Linked DNA regions of Mus musculus: region 2 is linked to region 1. The links are chromatin contacts, called in public promoter capture Hi-C maps. All regions are on one chromosome and are shown on one strand. Each heading gives the region's core, a stretch centred on a gene start, on an enhancer-like site or on the middle of the called end of the contact. The rest is flanking DNA. Distances are from core to core; before and after follow the strand shown.

What was found. Promoter capture Hi-C pulls out the DNA fragments that hold promoters and counts their contacts.
Region 2: a promoter capture Hi-C map of embryonic stem cells shows a contact between it and region 1, with 2.4 times the contacts expected there. The contact joins the promoter of Tefm here to the promoter of Nek8 in region 1. A contact is called at or near these places in 2 of 39 promoter capture datasets (embryonic stem cells and neutrophils).

The regions. Positions count from the first base shown.
Region 1 is chr11:78,173,165-78,180,304 of GRCm38.p6, reverse strand. Nek8 (NIMA (never in mitosis gene a)-related expressed kinase 8) reads left to right here and starts at 3,639. Exons shown (of 15, transcript NM_080849.3): 1 at 3,639-3,745. The coding sequence starts at 3,699. Tlcd1 (TLC domain containing 1) reads right to left here and starts at 1,647. Exons shown (of 4, transcript NM_026708.2): 1 at 1,249-1,647; 2 at 853-935; 3 at 683-765; 4 at 1-358. The coding sequence starts at 1,442. It overlaps Mir7653 (microRNA 7653), which reads right to left and starts at 1,478; the gene lies at 1,418-1,478.
Region 2 is chr11:80,140,854-80,147,727 of GRCm38.p6, reverse strand. Tefm (transcription elongation factor, mitochondrial) reads left to right here and starts at 5,575. Exons shown (of 4, transcript NM_183275.2): 1 at 5,575-5,651. The coding sequence starts at 5,609.

The DNA.
Region 1 (7,140 bases), core at 2,390-4,889:
GTTGGCGCCTGGGTGCACGTTCAGGGCAGAAATCAGAGCGGAGGAGGCGAGAAAAGTAGATGATTATCATCAAGTCCAGCATGAGCAGGATGGCCAACAAGAATGTGCCCAGGGTCCTCTGGCCAGCATACTGTAGGAAGAACTTGGTGAGGTAGGCCTGAGGGGCCAATCGGAAGAGGAAGTACATGACCAAGTTGATATACTTGTTGACCTTGTAGAGGAGGAGATCCTGAGCATTGTTTATCTTCATCATCATCCTTAAGGTGAGGAAGATGTTGCTGACCTCTACCAGTAGTGTTAAGACGCCACCACCAACAAATCTTTTCCAAAAGATACCAGAGAAGAAGGCGCCCATAGCCTAGGGGACAAGTGACAGAACAAGGGCCCATGAAAACAGGTCATATCAGTCGGAAGCTGAGGAACACCAACTTTACTGCTAAGGTTTCTTTATTCACTAGCGTTAGACTTTGTCCACGAGGGTCTAACTCTGTATGACATCCTGGTCTGTTTACCTAGATAGTAGATAGGCCTAGGCACTCTGCTGTCCCCAGAAGGTGTTTAAACATTGAGAGAGTCTTAGGCAACTTAGAAGTCAGACGCTGCTGGGTTAAGATGGCCTCCCTCCCTGGCTCCAGGGGTTGTGAAGATTTTGCCTGTGTCATTTCACCGGGTTCTCCCTTACCATGACATGATGAACAAGGTATTCCCAAGAAGCTCGAGTTTGCTTGCTAACCACAATGTCCACTGTGTCGTGGATAAAGTATCCTAGTGGAGAGGTAGGGAAAGAGGAAAAGACTGAACACTTTGAAATTATCTTCCAATCTAATCTTAACCTTCTTGGGCATAACCTACCTGCAGAGAAGCAAACAAGCAAATAGCCAGAAGCTGACCACGCTGTTTCAATCTCCACCAGCATTTCAGGGGTTTGCCATAAGCTGGAATAGAGAAAAGGGATGTTCTCGCGGTTGTAGCCTCCCGGAGGACCCTCGCCTCCCCCAACAGTCTTGCCAGTCCCAGGGTGCTCTGTGCGCCTACTATTGGCTGGTTGAAGAGTAAGGAGGGACTTGGCCAAAGCCCAGGTACCTTGGGTTTCCCACAGCCGTTCTTGGTTGGGTAGTTTTCCAAACGGAATCAGGTGAGATCCTTGGCGTCTGTTCACCCGTGATGGGAATAGCAAGAGGGAGCCCAGTCCGAGCACCCCGCGAAAGATCCCACGGCCATCTCATTTACCCCGGGTTGTTCACTCACCACAGCAGTGCCCAGATCCCTGATACAATGGAGTGGGTGAAAGAGACGAGTAGGTTGTGCCAACGCCAGGTGCGCAGGGGGTCGGTTTGCACGTGTGCAGGCTGGGGCAGGCGACAGAGCACGCGCCGGAGTGCCCGGAAGGTCAGCGTGGCGCCCAGGAGCAGCGGCCAGGCGGGGTGGAACAGTAGGGGCATGCTGACCCTTCCTGCCGTCTGTCTGTCCGCCCCTTAAGCCGTCTCCTCCGACAGTTCTGGGAACACCGTTCCTTCTCTGGCCAGCGCGCCACGATCGTTTCTGCCGCGGGCCGCCAGCCCCACAGTTTCGCGGAGCCCTCAAGGCCCCTTCGCTCCTCCCCGCGTTCCCAGTGAGGCCTCTGCCCGCCCCTGCCGCCCTCGCCCCCGCCCCGCCCCGCCGCCTGCCCCCGCCCCTCGGGCGCCTCTGCCGCGAGGAGGGCGCGAGGCCGGTGTCCCCCAGGGCCCCGCCCGGAATCGGCCGACTTCGAGCGCGAAGGGGCTGTCCTCGCCATCGTTGCCGAGGCACCCTGTCTGGCGCCTCCCGACATCCGAAGGCGTCCTCGGCCGCCCTCGTGCGTACGGCCCCACTAGCCCACTTCCCGACTTTCTCTGCCGCCACCAGCTCCTACACCCTGGGCAGGTTCTGCGAGAACGCTCCTCTCTCAACTCTTTCAGGGCAGAGCTGGGCGGGACCGTCGCACAGACCGGGCTGCTGAACGCTAAACCCGGGGGCTCAGGAGCGCCGCCTCAGACCACGGCTCCGCCCAGACTCGATTCCTCTCTTGGACCGGGATCGACGTGTTTACCTGCTTCTCCCGCGCCCCGCACGAGTGGTGCTTAGGAACTGTTGAGTCACCCACCATCACCACACTTCTCCCCATCGTTCTTGGGCTCCTGGAACACAGCGGTTGTCACAGTCCTCCCTCAGACAGTCCCAACCCTCTTCTGGCTCCTTGGAGGCTGGGGCGGGGAAGGCTGCCGATTTGCCCAGACAGCTGGGGTGACCCTCTCTCCAGGGCAGCGGCCTGGAGTAGATGCGGCTTCTGGCCACTAGGTGTCAGTCTGTCCTCACTGTGATGCGGGATCCAAGCCCGCCTCCACTCCAGAGAGTAAGGCAGTTGCTCTGCGGAGCGGGATCGGCAGACCAGGAGAAAAGGAGCAACCCAGAGGCGGTGCTGAATGAAGGGAGTGTGCCTTTGGGAGGTGGAAGTGGACAACGAGGGCAAAAAGTGGGGACTAGGAGAACGGTGTTTCAAGATGTTGAGGGGCAAAAGCCCAAGCTCAGACTCCCAGGCACCTATGCCTTTTGGGTATTTGCTGCCTTCCCTGATGGTTCCAGGGTTACACATTAACTCCCAGAGGTCCCCAGGGTCACTCAAGGCCCATTCGGTTACTAAGTGATAGCACGATGTAATGTTTTGTGTGAGCGTTTTACCCCAGCACTCCCTCTTTGCTTCCCCAGCCAACTCCGGCCTGAGCCAGTGACCACAGGTTCCCTCCACGTAGGCTAGTTTGGGGCGGGGCAGGGACAAAAAATAAACAACCCTTCTCTCGCCCACTGAGAAATAGGAACGTTGTTAGCTAAGGACCACCTCCTGAATACTGACATTTTATAACTCCCTTAGAGCTGCAGGCGTCATGAAGAAGTCAGGATTTCATTCATCCTGGTCGAAACCCTAGCAGCGATACCAACCAGCCCACTATTTCTGGACAGAAGCATAGAACCTTCTCTGGGTTTCCCCCTACCGCGACGCTATAAGTTTTGAGTAAAGCTCCGAGTCCCCCTACGGCAGCGTTTTGTGCGGATTCTGAGAAACCGAGAGCACTGTGCTCAGTAGTTGTTACAACCAAGAGACCACGTCATGTACTCTTCAGGTGAATCAGTTTGTCCAACTGGGGTTTTCCCGGTCCCTCCCTCGGCAAACACCAAATAACGCCGCTCCTCTCCCCACACAGACCGGCTCGGTTTTGGTGGTTTATACTTTACGTGCCAATCATGAGAATCCCTTTATCTTTCTGAGGTAGTGCCAACTCGTCCCGGACAGTGGGGACTGTATCGATCTTCGCATTCCACTCGCATTAGACCTCTGAAAGAACAATCTTGTTTTTTTGCCGGGCAACATAAGTGGGCGCCTTATCGCTCCAGTCTAACTACCTATGCCCAAGTCACGCGTGTGCGATGTGGCTGGTACGGTTCTGAGCACTGAGGGACTCGTCAAGAAACCCAGAACGACTATTCTCTGATCCCTCGTTGGGGAAACACGACTTAGCCTCTAGGTTGAGTTCAAAGTCAGAGAAAGACGCCGGACTCGACAGACGCCCCCGTTTCGCCGGCTCCGCCCTGCAAAAGTTTTACAGCAAGGAGGAGGAGCTCCCAGATGGGAGGGTCCGCGCACGCGCCGCACCGGGATTCCAGAAGCGTAACTGAGAAATGAGATGGAGAAGTACGAGCGGATCCGAGTGGTGGGAAGAGGTGCCTTCGGGTGAGCCAGGGCGCTGGGGAGGAAATGCTAAGGGAGAAATTAGGGCCCTAATTCTGACCAAGAAATCGTGGCCCTGTTGGCTCCGCCCCGAAGCCAGAGCACCACTATGGGATGCCCCGCCCAGGCATCCGGTCCTTAGGTTTAGGCGGGAGGCCCCGCCCACAGCCAAACCACGCCCTCCAGACCAGCCTGTGCCCTTGGAAGATAGTTTTTCCCTGTAGATTGGTTATTCTTTGCTTCAACTGATAATAAGCGTAAACTGCACAGGTCAGACTGCCCGGAGTTTACAGTTATGACCAAAACAGGCGAGGTACTTCCCCTTTACGAACATAGCCCATAGGTAGTTGATCCAAACAAACAAGATATTGTTAAAACAGTTAATGAAGTTTGAGCAGTTATCAACAGTAAGAGACCGTGCACCAGGTGGGGTGGTACACGCTTGTCATTTCAGTACTTGGGAGCAGATGTAGGAGCATTGCTGTGAATTCGAGGCCAACCTGGACTACATAGAGATTGTCTCCAAAAGAAAAGACAAGCAAGAGCTGAAGAGATGGTTAAGAGCACAGACTGCTCTCCAAAAGGTCCTGAGTTCAAATCTCAGCAACCACATGGTGGCTCACAACCATCTGTATAATGAGATCTGACGCCCTCTTCTGGTGTGTCTAAAAATAGCTACAATGTACTTAGATATAACAAATCTTTAAAAAAGAAAAGAAAAGCAGTTTTTTTTTTTTTTTTTTTTTTTTTTTTTTTTGGTTTTTCGAGACAGGGTTTCTCTGTATAGCCCTGGCTGTCCTGGAACTCACTCTGTAGACCAGGGTGGCCTCGAACTCAGAAATCCGCCTGCCTCTGCCTCCCGAGTGCTGGGATTAAAGGCGTGCGCCACCACGCCCGGCAGAAAAGCAGTTTTTATGGTATACTCTGGACAGGCCTGAACTACATAACTAGCTTAAAACCAGTCTAGGCAACTTAGTGCTACCCTTCTCAAATTTTAGAAAAAGAAAAGAGGGACTGAGGGTGAATATCAGTGGTAGAGCTCCTGCCTAGCGTACTTGGGTTTAATTTCTAAACCAAAAGGGAACTTAAGAAGTTCACCAAGGAAGGTAATATAGCCCACAGGAAGGTGATCCAACAAGCAAGACATTGTTAAAACAGTTAATGAAGTTTGAGCAGTTATCAACAGCAGGAACTTAAGGAGTCCAGATGAGGTGGAAGGTCAAGACTTGAAGAACTGAGCCTGGCTTGGTGGCACACACCTTTAATTCCAGCACTTGTGAGGCAGAGGCAGGCAAAAGTCTGAGTTTGAGGCCCGCCTGGTCTACAGAGCAAGTTCCAGGACAGCCAGGACTACACTGAGAAACTCTTGTTTTGACAAAACAACATCAGCAACATCAAAGCCAAACCAAAAGATCTGAAGAAATGAGGGCCAGGTAGAGTCCTTCTGGTAGATGAAGTAGCATTTGCAAAGACCCTCACATGGGAAAAATGTTATAGCAGTCAAGAAACTGAGAAAAAGACTCCTGTAGTTGGAATGTGGTGAGCAAGGTAAGGAATGTGGTTGTCATGGAGGGTGGGGACCAGATTATGATCTTGTAAACCAGAGAAAGAGGTTGAGTTGATTTAAAGTATAAAGGCGAGAGGGTTTTGTTCTTGTTTGTGCTAGCTATTGAATTCACGGTATCACAGAGCTACGCCACAAACCAGGGAAGAATTTGAAAGCTGAATGCGATATGGTGGTCCATGCCTGGAATCTCAGCAGGAATGGTGGAGGTAGAAGCTGGTGGATAGGGAGTTTAAGGTCTTTAGCTAAATGTGTATGCTTCAGAGCAAGTTCAAGGTCAGCCTGGCCTCTGTGAGAGTGACCCTGAAAACAAACAAAGCAAGGGAGTGAACTAACCTGACCCCTGTGTTTGAAGGACATTCTCAGGTTGGGGTGCAGCAATAGAGGGCCCTGGATTGGAGTGCCAGCTCAGACAAGGAAACAAAGCTGGGTGCCATTGTGGCTGCTATGTAGGGGTTAGATTTGGTGAAGGCAGAGAAGGACCATTTTAGAAGGCTCGGGGAGATTGTTAAAGCTTTATTTTTGTGCCCACTGGTGCTTTACTTAAATGTATGTCAGATTGAGAGTGTCAGAAGCCCTGGAACTGGAGTTACAGACAGTTGTGAGCCGTCACGTTGGTGCTGGGAATTGAGCCTAGAAGAGCAGCCAGTGCTCTAACCACTGAACCATGTCTCCAGCCCCCAGGGGATATTTTTAAAGTAAGATATTCTTGACATTGCCAGAGGCGACTAAATTATTGATAGCGCTGAAGTTTGAGGTCTTTGCACAGGCCTGTACTCAGAAAAGAATTTCAGAAGCCTGGACTCTCAGCTCTCAGAAAGCTGGGGTTAGGGAATTTAAGGCCAACCTGGGAACACTGAGTTTTCAAGGTTATCCCATGCTGTGTAGTGACACTCTATTTCAAAATCTTGAAACCAGGAGCTGGAAAGATGGTTCGGTGGTTAAAGCACTTGTTCTTGAAGGAGACAGAGTTCTATTCCAAGGATCCACACACACAGCAGTTCCAGGGGATTCAGTACCCTCCTCTGGCTTCCGTGGGCACAAACGTGTATGCAGGCCAAACATTTATGCATATAAAATAAATATTTTTAAAAGCTAAAACCCAAAACAAAGCAAACTGTTTATGAATGCATTGTACAGATTTATATATGAAGAAGGCATTTTTTTAAATGTGACCTAGTTTTACATAGGTCACAAGGAGGGTAAAATTCCCCCCCCCTTTTTGAATTATTTATTTGTTTAATTTATTTTATGAGTACACTATCACTGTCTTCAGACCCCAGAAAAGGCCATGAGATCCCATTACAGATGGTTGTGAGCCACCATGTGGTTGTTGGGAATTGAACTCAGGATCTCTGGAAGAGCAGTCGGTGCCCTTAACCACTGAGTCATCTCTCCAGCCCCAGTTTTCCCTTTTTAAAACATTTGTTTTTATTTTATGTGTCTGTGGAGGTCAGAAGAGAATGTTGGAGCCTCTGAAACTGGATCTGCCATGTGGGTGTGGGGAATCAAACCCAGGTCCTCTGGAAGAGCAGCCAGTGCTCTTAGCTACTGAGCCATCTCTCCAGGCCAAGATTTATATTTATTATTTTAATTTTGTATGTGAGTGAATGCCACTGTTGGAGGCCAGGAAAGGTCATGAGATCCTTTGAAGCTGGAGTTACAGGTGGTTTTGAGCCTGCTGAATTGGATGCAGAGCCATCTCTCCAGACCGTTTTGTTCTCGAGACAGGGCCTTGAACTTCAGATCCTCTGTACCCTCTACCATGCCCCGCTTAATCATCTCAGAACTGTGTGGCTCTGGGCCGCTCTAATCTAACGTGTGGCTGGAGGCT
Region 2 (6,874 bases), core at 4,326-6,825, 2.0 Mb before region 1:
CCACACACAACGGAAGAGGGCATCAGATCCCATTACAAGTGGCTGTGAGCCACCACGTGGTTGCTGGGAATTGAACTCAGGACCTCTGGAAGAGCTTTACCTCTGAGCTATCCATCTCTCTAGCCCCCTTTAAATTTTTATATGTATCATTTTTGCTTGTTTGTTTGTTTTGTTTTGAGACAGGGTCTCTCTGTGTAGCCCTGGCTGTCCTGGAACTCACTTTGTAGATCAGGCTGGCCTGGAACTCAGAAATCTGCCTGCCTCTGCCTCCCAAGTGCTAGGATGAAAGGCCTGTGTCACCAGTGCTCGGCATGTATCATATTTTTAAGATTCATTTTATTTTGTGGGCTGTAGAGATAGCTTAATAGTTATGAGAGCCTACTGCTCTTACCAGCACCCACAAGGCTCTCTCATAATGGTGCATTTCAGTGAGCAGGCTGTTAGCTTTAGTGAAATCCAGTATGGTTTGTCTCCAAGCTGTATATTTTTTATGCCTTAGGAAATGTTCATGCTGGGCAGCGGTGGCGCATGCCTTTCATCCCAGCACTCAGGAAGCAGAGGCAGGTGGATCTCTGAGTTCAAGGCCTCCTTGGACCACAGACCAAGTTCCAGGACAGCCAGTGATCAATATACAGAGAAACCCAGTCTCAAAAAACAAAAGGAAACAAAATGTTAACATAACTCAGTTATGAACTTTTTTGTTTACGCTTTTTTAAAAGTTACATTTATCTATTGATGTATTCACACGTGTGCTGCCGTGCATGTGTAAAGGTCAGAGAATAATAACTTGGGTCAAGTCTGCCACATGGGTTCTAAGGGCTAACATAGGCTGTCAGAATTAGCAGCAAGTGCTTTTATCTGCTGAGCCATCTTGCCAGCCCTGTTTGGTTTTTCTCTTTTTAGACCTGGGGCCAGGTCCTCTGACATCTTCATTCTTTTGATTGTGCAGTGTTGGGACTTGAATCCAGAGCCTCATATATGTTAGGCCAGAGCTACACCCACCCTAGCCAGAGTCTTACCATTAATTAGGTCAGGATGCCTTTGGCCTCCATCCGCCTACCTCAGCCTCCAGAGCATTATGGTTATAGATGTGCACCACCGTATCTAACTATGGAGGACTGACTAAAAAAAATATCTTGGGCTAGTGAGATGGCTCAGTGGTTAAGAGCACCGACTGCTCTTCTGAAGGTCCTGAGTTCAAATCCCAGCAACCACATGGTGGCTCACAACCATTCATAACAAGATCTGACGCCCTCTTCCGGAGTGTCTGAAGACAGCTACAGTGTACTCACATGTAATAAAATAAAATAAAATAAATCTTTAAAAAAATATCTCTACAAACAAAATTAATTTGTTTCAAGGACATTTATCTGGAAAAAGAAACAGGGAAAGGAGAAGCAGCTGATTTCAGGAGGAAGATGACCACTTTCATTCTGAGCACCCTGGTTCTGGTTTGCAGTGACCCACGATGACTAGCCTGTCACTTTCCTTGCCACCTCCAGTCTCTGGTCAAAGTGCAGTTCTGAATGGAGGCTCTGAGGAGGACGTTTCCTGTCAAAGCTATTAATCATCAACTCTGAAGAACAGACGACGCTCTGATGGGAAAACCAGCACCCACAGAGCGTATGTTGTACATATGTTCACTTTACTCGGTGTCCCAAGTCCTGTGAGGCAGCTACTGCCGCCTCCAACTTACAAATGAGGAACCTGAGGCTCAGGGGAAACTCCCTGCTTTGGCAGCTAGCAAGAACTCAGTTGTGTTTTCCTGAACTGTACCATATCTCAAAGGCACCCCGAGGGCTCCGAAGGGTTTGTTTCAGGCATGAGTGCCACAGAGCTGCTGAAATGAACCATGGGAAATTTATTCCCTCACACTTCAGGAGTGCAGACACCTGCGACCAGAGTGTCAGGGGGGTTGGTTCCTTCTGAGGACTCTGCAGGAAATGGATTTCATGCTTCTCTCTGACCTTCAGGTCATACATACAGATGTGTCACTCTGCTGTCACTAGGCATTCACACAGACATCTCCTGAGGACAGTGGTCACGTTAGAATGAAGTTTGTTGTTGTTGTTGTTTTTGGTTTTTTGTTTTTTCATTTGGGAAGACAGAGTTTCTGTGTGTAGCCCTGGCTGTCCTGAAATTAGCTCTATAAACGAGGTTGGCCTCAGACTCATAGAGATCCACCTGTTTCTGCCTCTCAAGTGTTGGGATTAAAGGCAAGTGCCACCACTGCCTGGGGGCATTTTATTTTTTACATAGGCTGGTGAGATGGCTTACTGAGGAAAGGGTCTTGCCACCAAGCCAGATGACCTGAGTTTGATTCCTGGAACTCACGTGGTAGCAGGTAAGACCCATATCCGGTCAATTGTCCTCAGACCATCATGCATGTGCGTGTACAGCTGCACAACCTCGTCACAAATACATAAATGGATTTGAAATTGTAAAACTTCAAGGTAAATGCTGGAGAGGTGGCTCAGTTCAAAGGTAGCACTGCTCTTGCAGCGGACCGGAGTTTATTCCCAGCATCCACATCAGTGACTCCTGGACAGCTCTAACGTCAAGGGGTCCTATGGCCTCCTCAGACGCCTGCACTTTCGGTCACCCCTCACCCTACCCAACACGCATACACATTCATAATTTTAAAAGAATTTAAAAAATAAATATTTTTTAAAAGAGTTATTTATTTTATGTATATGAGTACACCATCTCTGTCTTCAGACACACCAGAAGAGGGCATCAGATCCCATTACAGATGGTTGTGAGCCACCATGTGGTTGCTGAGACTTGAATTCAGGACCTCTGGAAGAGCAGTCAGTGCTTCCAACCTCCAAGCCATCTCTCCAGCCCCCAAATCTTTTTTCTTTCTTTCTTTTTAAAGCTTCCAATTCAGAAAGAAATGACTGCCTTTTCACTCCAGAACTTACTATTTTCTGAGAGGTAACGGTTCAATTACATCCTTCAAAACAGATATATTGAATCGGAACTCCCAGTACCTCAGTAGGCAGCCTTATTTGAAAAGAAGGTCACTGGCAATGTCATTAGTTGAAATGACACGGAGGCTGAGGAATGGGTAGCTCTTGCCTAACACACATGAGGCTCTGGATTCAAGTCCCAGCACTACACAGTCAAAAGAATAAGACTGACAAGTGACCTGGGACATAGCTCCACTGTCTTAGGTGGCTGAGAGGAGAGGAGACCTTGAGCCCAGAAGTTCAAGGGTATCCTGGGCAACATCATAAGAGCCTATCTCAAAAACACTTCCTTCTCCCAAAATGAGATTACACAGGACTGGATCTGTGGCCACTCCAACATGGCTGCTGTTCTCATGAGATGTCCGTGTGAATGCCTAGTGACAGCAGAGTGACACATATGTGGAGGAGGTAGTCATCTGAAGGTCAGAGAGAAGCATGCATTTCCTGCAGTCCTCAGAAGGAACCAACCCTCCTGACACTCTGGTCACAGGTGTCTGCACTCCTGAAGTGTGAGGGAATAAATTTCCCATGGTCCATTTCAGCATCTCTGTGGTACTCAATGAAAGAATTCTGTATAAAATTTTGTGTTTTAAAAAATTTTGAGCAGGGTGTGGTGGCGCACGCCTTTAATCCCAACACTTGGGAGGCAGAGGCAGGTGAATTTCTGAGTTCGAGGCCAGCCTGGTCTACAGAGTGAGTTCCAGGACAGCCAGGGCTACACACAGAGAAACCCTGTCTCAAAAAACCTAAAAAGAAAAAAAAATTTGGAAGATTTTAAAATTGTCTTTATTTTTGTTAGATCCTTACATTCTGGAGACATCATTAAGATTCATAGAATTTCCATGAGTTTCCCTAACTAACCCTTTTTTTTTTTTTTTAAGACTAGGTCTTACTATGACAGCCCAGGCTGACCTGGAATTCATGCTTGAGTACAGGAATGTGTTACCACACCAGGCACTCTTTCTCTCTCTCTCTCTCTCTCTCTCTCAAATATTTATTTATTTATTTATTATATGTAAGTACACTGTCGCTGTCTTCAGAGACACACCAGAAGAGGGCATCAGATGCCATTACAGATGGTTGTGAGCCACCATGTGGTTGCTGGGATTTGAACTCAGAACCTCCAGAAGAGCAGTCAGTGCTCTTAACCGCTGAGCCATCTCTCCAGCCCCCAGGCTCTCTTAAGAATAACTTTTATTTTAGACTTATTAATTTGTGTATATGAGTGTTTTGCCTACATGTATGTCTGTGTGCCAAGTCTGTGCCTGGTGCCTGTGGAGGTCAGAAGAGGTTATTGGACATCCCCGGAACCAGAATTATAGATGGTTGTCAGCCACCATGTGGATGTTGTGAACCAAAGCCGGATCCTCCACAAGAGCAACAAGTACTCTGAACGGCTGAGCCTGTGAATAGCTTTTGTTGTTGATGCCTTTTGAGACAGAGTCATTTTTGTAGTCTAGGGTGGCCTCAAACTCATTACATAGCCTAGACTGGACTCAAACTCACAATTCTCCTCATGCTCCTAAGTGTGGGCATTATAGGTTAGCTACGACGTCTAATATAACCACAAACCCATTACTAGACCCTTTTCCACTCTTCTTCCTTAGCCCAGGTTTCATTCCCCACAGTTCACTCTGCCTTGGCAAGAAAATCTGTTGTCATTCCTCCTACGCCCCGCCCAAGTTACCTGGCAACAGCCAGGTAGGCCTGGCTTTGCTCTAAAAGGAACTGCTTGCCCTCTCTGACTCTTTTCTCTCTGACCCCTTTTCCCCTCTCTCCTCTTCTCCCTCCCCGTCCTCTTCAACGTGTACTGGGCCACCAGTTCGTTCGTGTTCTCTCTCTCTCTCTCTCTCTCTCTCTCTCTCTCCCCCCTTTCCCTGCCTCTACTCCCTTCTTAACTCCCCCCCCCCCCAATAAACTCTATGCCATACTGGAGCTGGGTACCTCGGAGAGGAGGGGATGCCTCAGGATGGGCACCTCACCACACCATACCGCGCTCCATAAAACACAACAATTGTTTTATAAAACATATCACAATAACTTTCCGATTCCTCTTTCTTGTCCTCAGGTTCTTCTACAGTCCAGCCTCACATTGGCTGCAAATGACCAATTTTCTTTTTTTCTAGAAAGCCCCTCTAATCTGACTTTGCAACTAAAAAACAAGCAACCTGCCCGACTTTTTCAACTGTTCCACTTCGCATTCCAAGGATCAAATGTGGCTCCAGACTCACCTCCCCCCATCCTTTTCAAACAGTCAAAAGTGCCCAGCGTCAAAGCGACCTCATACATTGGCCTTATCCCGTGCATCTCTCCCAGATACTCCTCCTCTCAACTCCGGACAGGGTTACATGTGTGCATATAGGCTCCCCACTGTCTGCTGTGTGTCTGGGAACCCAGAGGAGACTCGCCCCAAAACAGGATTAAACCTAGTCTACTCCTATGCATCTCGGCGATCCCGAACGGCCACACTTTCTCCAGAGACCATCAGCCATCAATTACTAGGAACTCCGTTGGCATTTCCCTGAGACTGTCGCTTTCGCCGGAACCCTTCTGCCCAGCCCCGGCCGAGCACTTTTTGTTGGAGCACACGAAACCGGAAGTTGAGGAGGAACACAGGCGTGGGAAAGAGCCTGGCGATGGCTTGGAGGACAAACCTTGCTTGCCTCATCAAGGCCGGAGGTAGGGTTCCTGAGCACGAGGTGGATTGCTTTCCAGTCACTAGCCTGTAACCGGGAGTGGTTCTCTTCTGCCCTGTGTCCGGTTGTCCAGCGTGGAGCTGTAGCGGAGCTGAGGGGCGTTCATGTCCCCCAGCCCCGGAGCCCGTCCGCTTTAATGGCCCGGGGTCCACGCGCGTGCGCCCCTTCCCGGGCCGGAGTAGCTCGCTTAGCCTCTGGCTGTGTCGTCTTCCTGTGGCCGCGCTGGGAGGATGACTTTACACTGTCTTATAAAGTTATCCATTGCACAATGTAGACTGCTTGCAAAAATACAGCCTTGTTAGCAATATTGAGAACCATGCAGAACAAAATAAACCGTCCCCACCACTTAGTTAATATCACCAGCCCCCGCTTGCCCCAGTCAGAGCTCCATGTTGCCCAAGCTGGCCTGCAACTCACTATGTAGCTAAATCCTGATCTTCCTGCTTCCATCTCCTAAATGCTAGGATTGCAAGTGAGGAACACCACTCCTGACCAGCTAAAACATTTATTATAAACGTATAAAGTTTAATTTCCTTTAGTTCCATCAGATGATAAACTAGTAAAAAATGGAACTGGAGATCAATCATAAGAGGCGATACAAAAAATCCTCATAATATTATAAATGCCATAAGTAGCAGACATTTGAAATAATTTTAATTAAAATTAAGTGGTTCTAGGTATAGAAACCAAGGCCTTGCCAGAAACTAGGTCCTATCTAACTGGCCCTTAACTTTTTTGATTGTTTTTACTTTAGCAAACAGTCTCATTGCCTGGAACACTGTACTAGACCAGTCTGGCCATGAACTCTCAGAGGTCTGCCTGGTTTTGCCTCCCAAATGCTGGTTTTGTTTGTTTGTTTGGTTTTTTTGAATCAGGGTTTCTCTGAGTAGCCCTGGCTGTCCTGGAACTCACTTTGTAGACCAGACTGGCCTTGAACTAAGAAATCGACCTGTCTTTGCCTCCCAAGTGCTGGGATTAAAGGCACGTGCCACCACTGCCTGGCTCAAATGCTGGTATTAAAGGTGGACTCTACTTATCCCGAGAAGACTACAATTTCTTTATTTTAATTAATTAAATTTTTGGAGATGAGGTCTCAGGTAGTCCAGACTGTCATAAAACTCTTGGAATCTGAATCTTGTATGGACTGCCCCTCAGGTGCTGAGGTTGTACATACGGAGTTACAGTGCCAGGCAACTACAGCTTCTT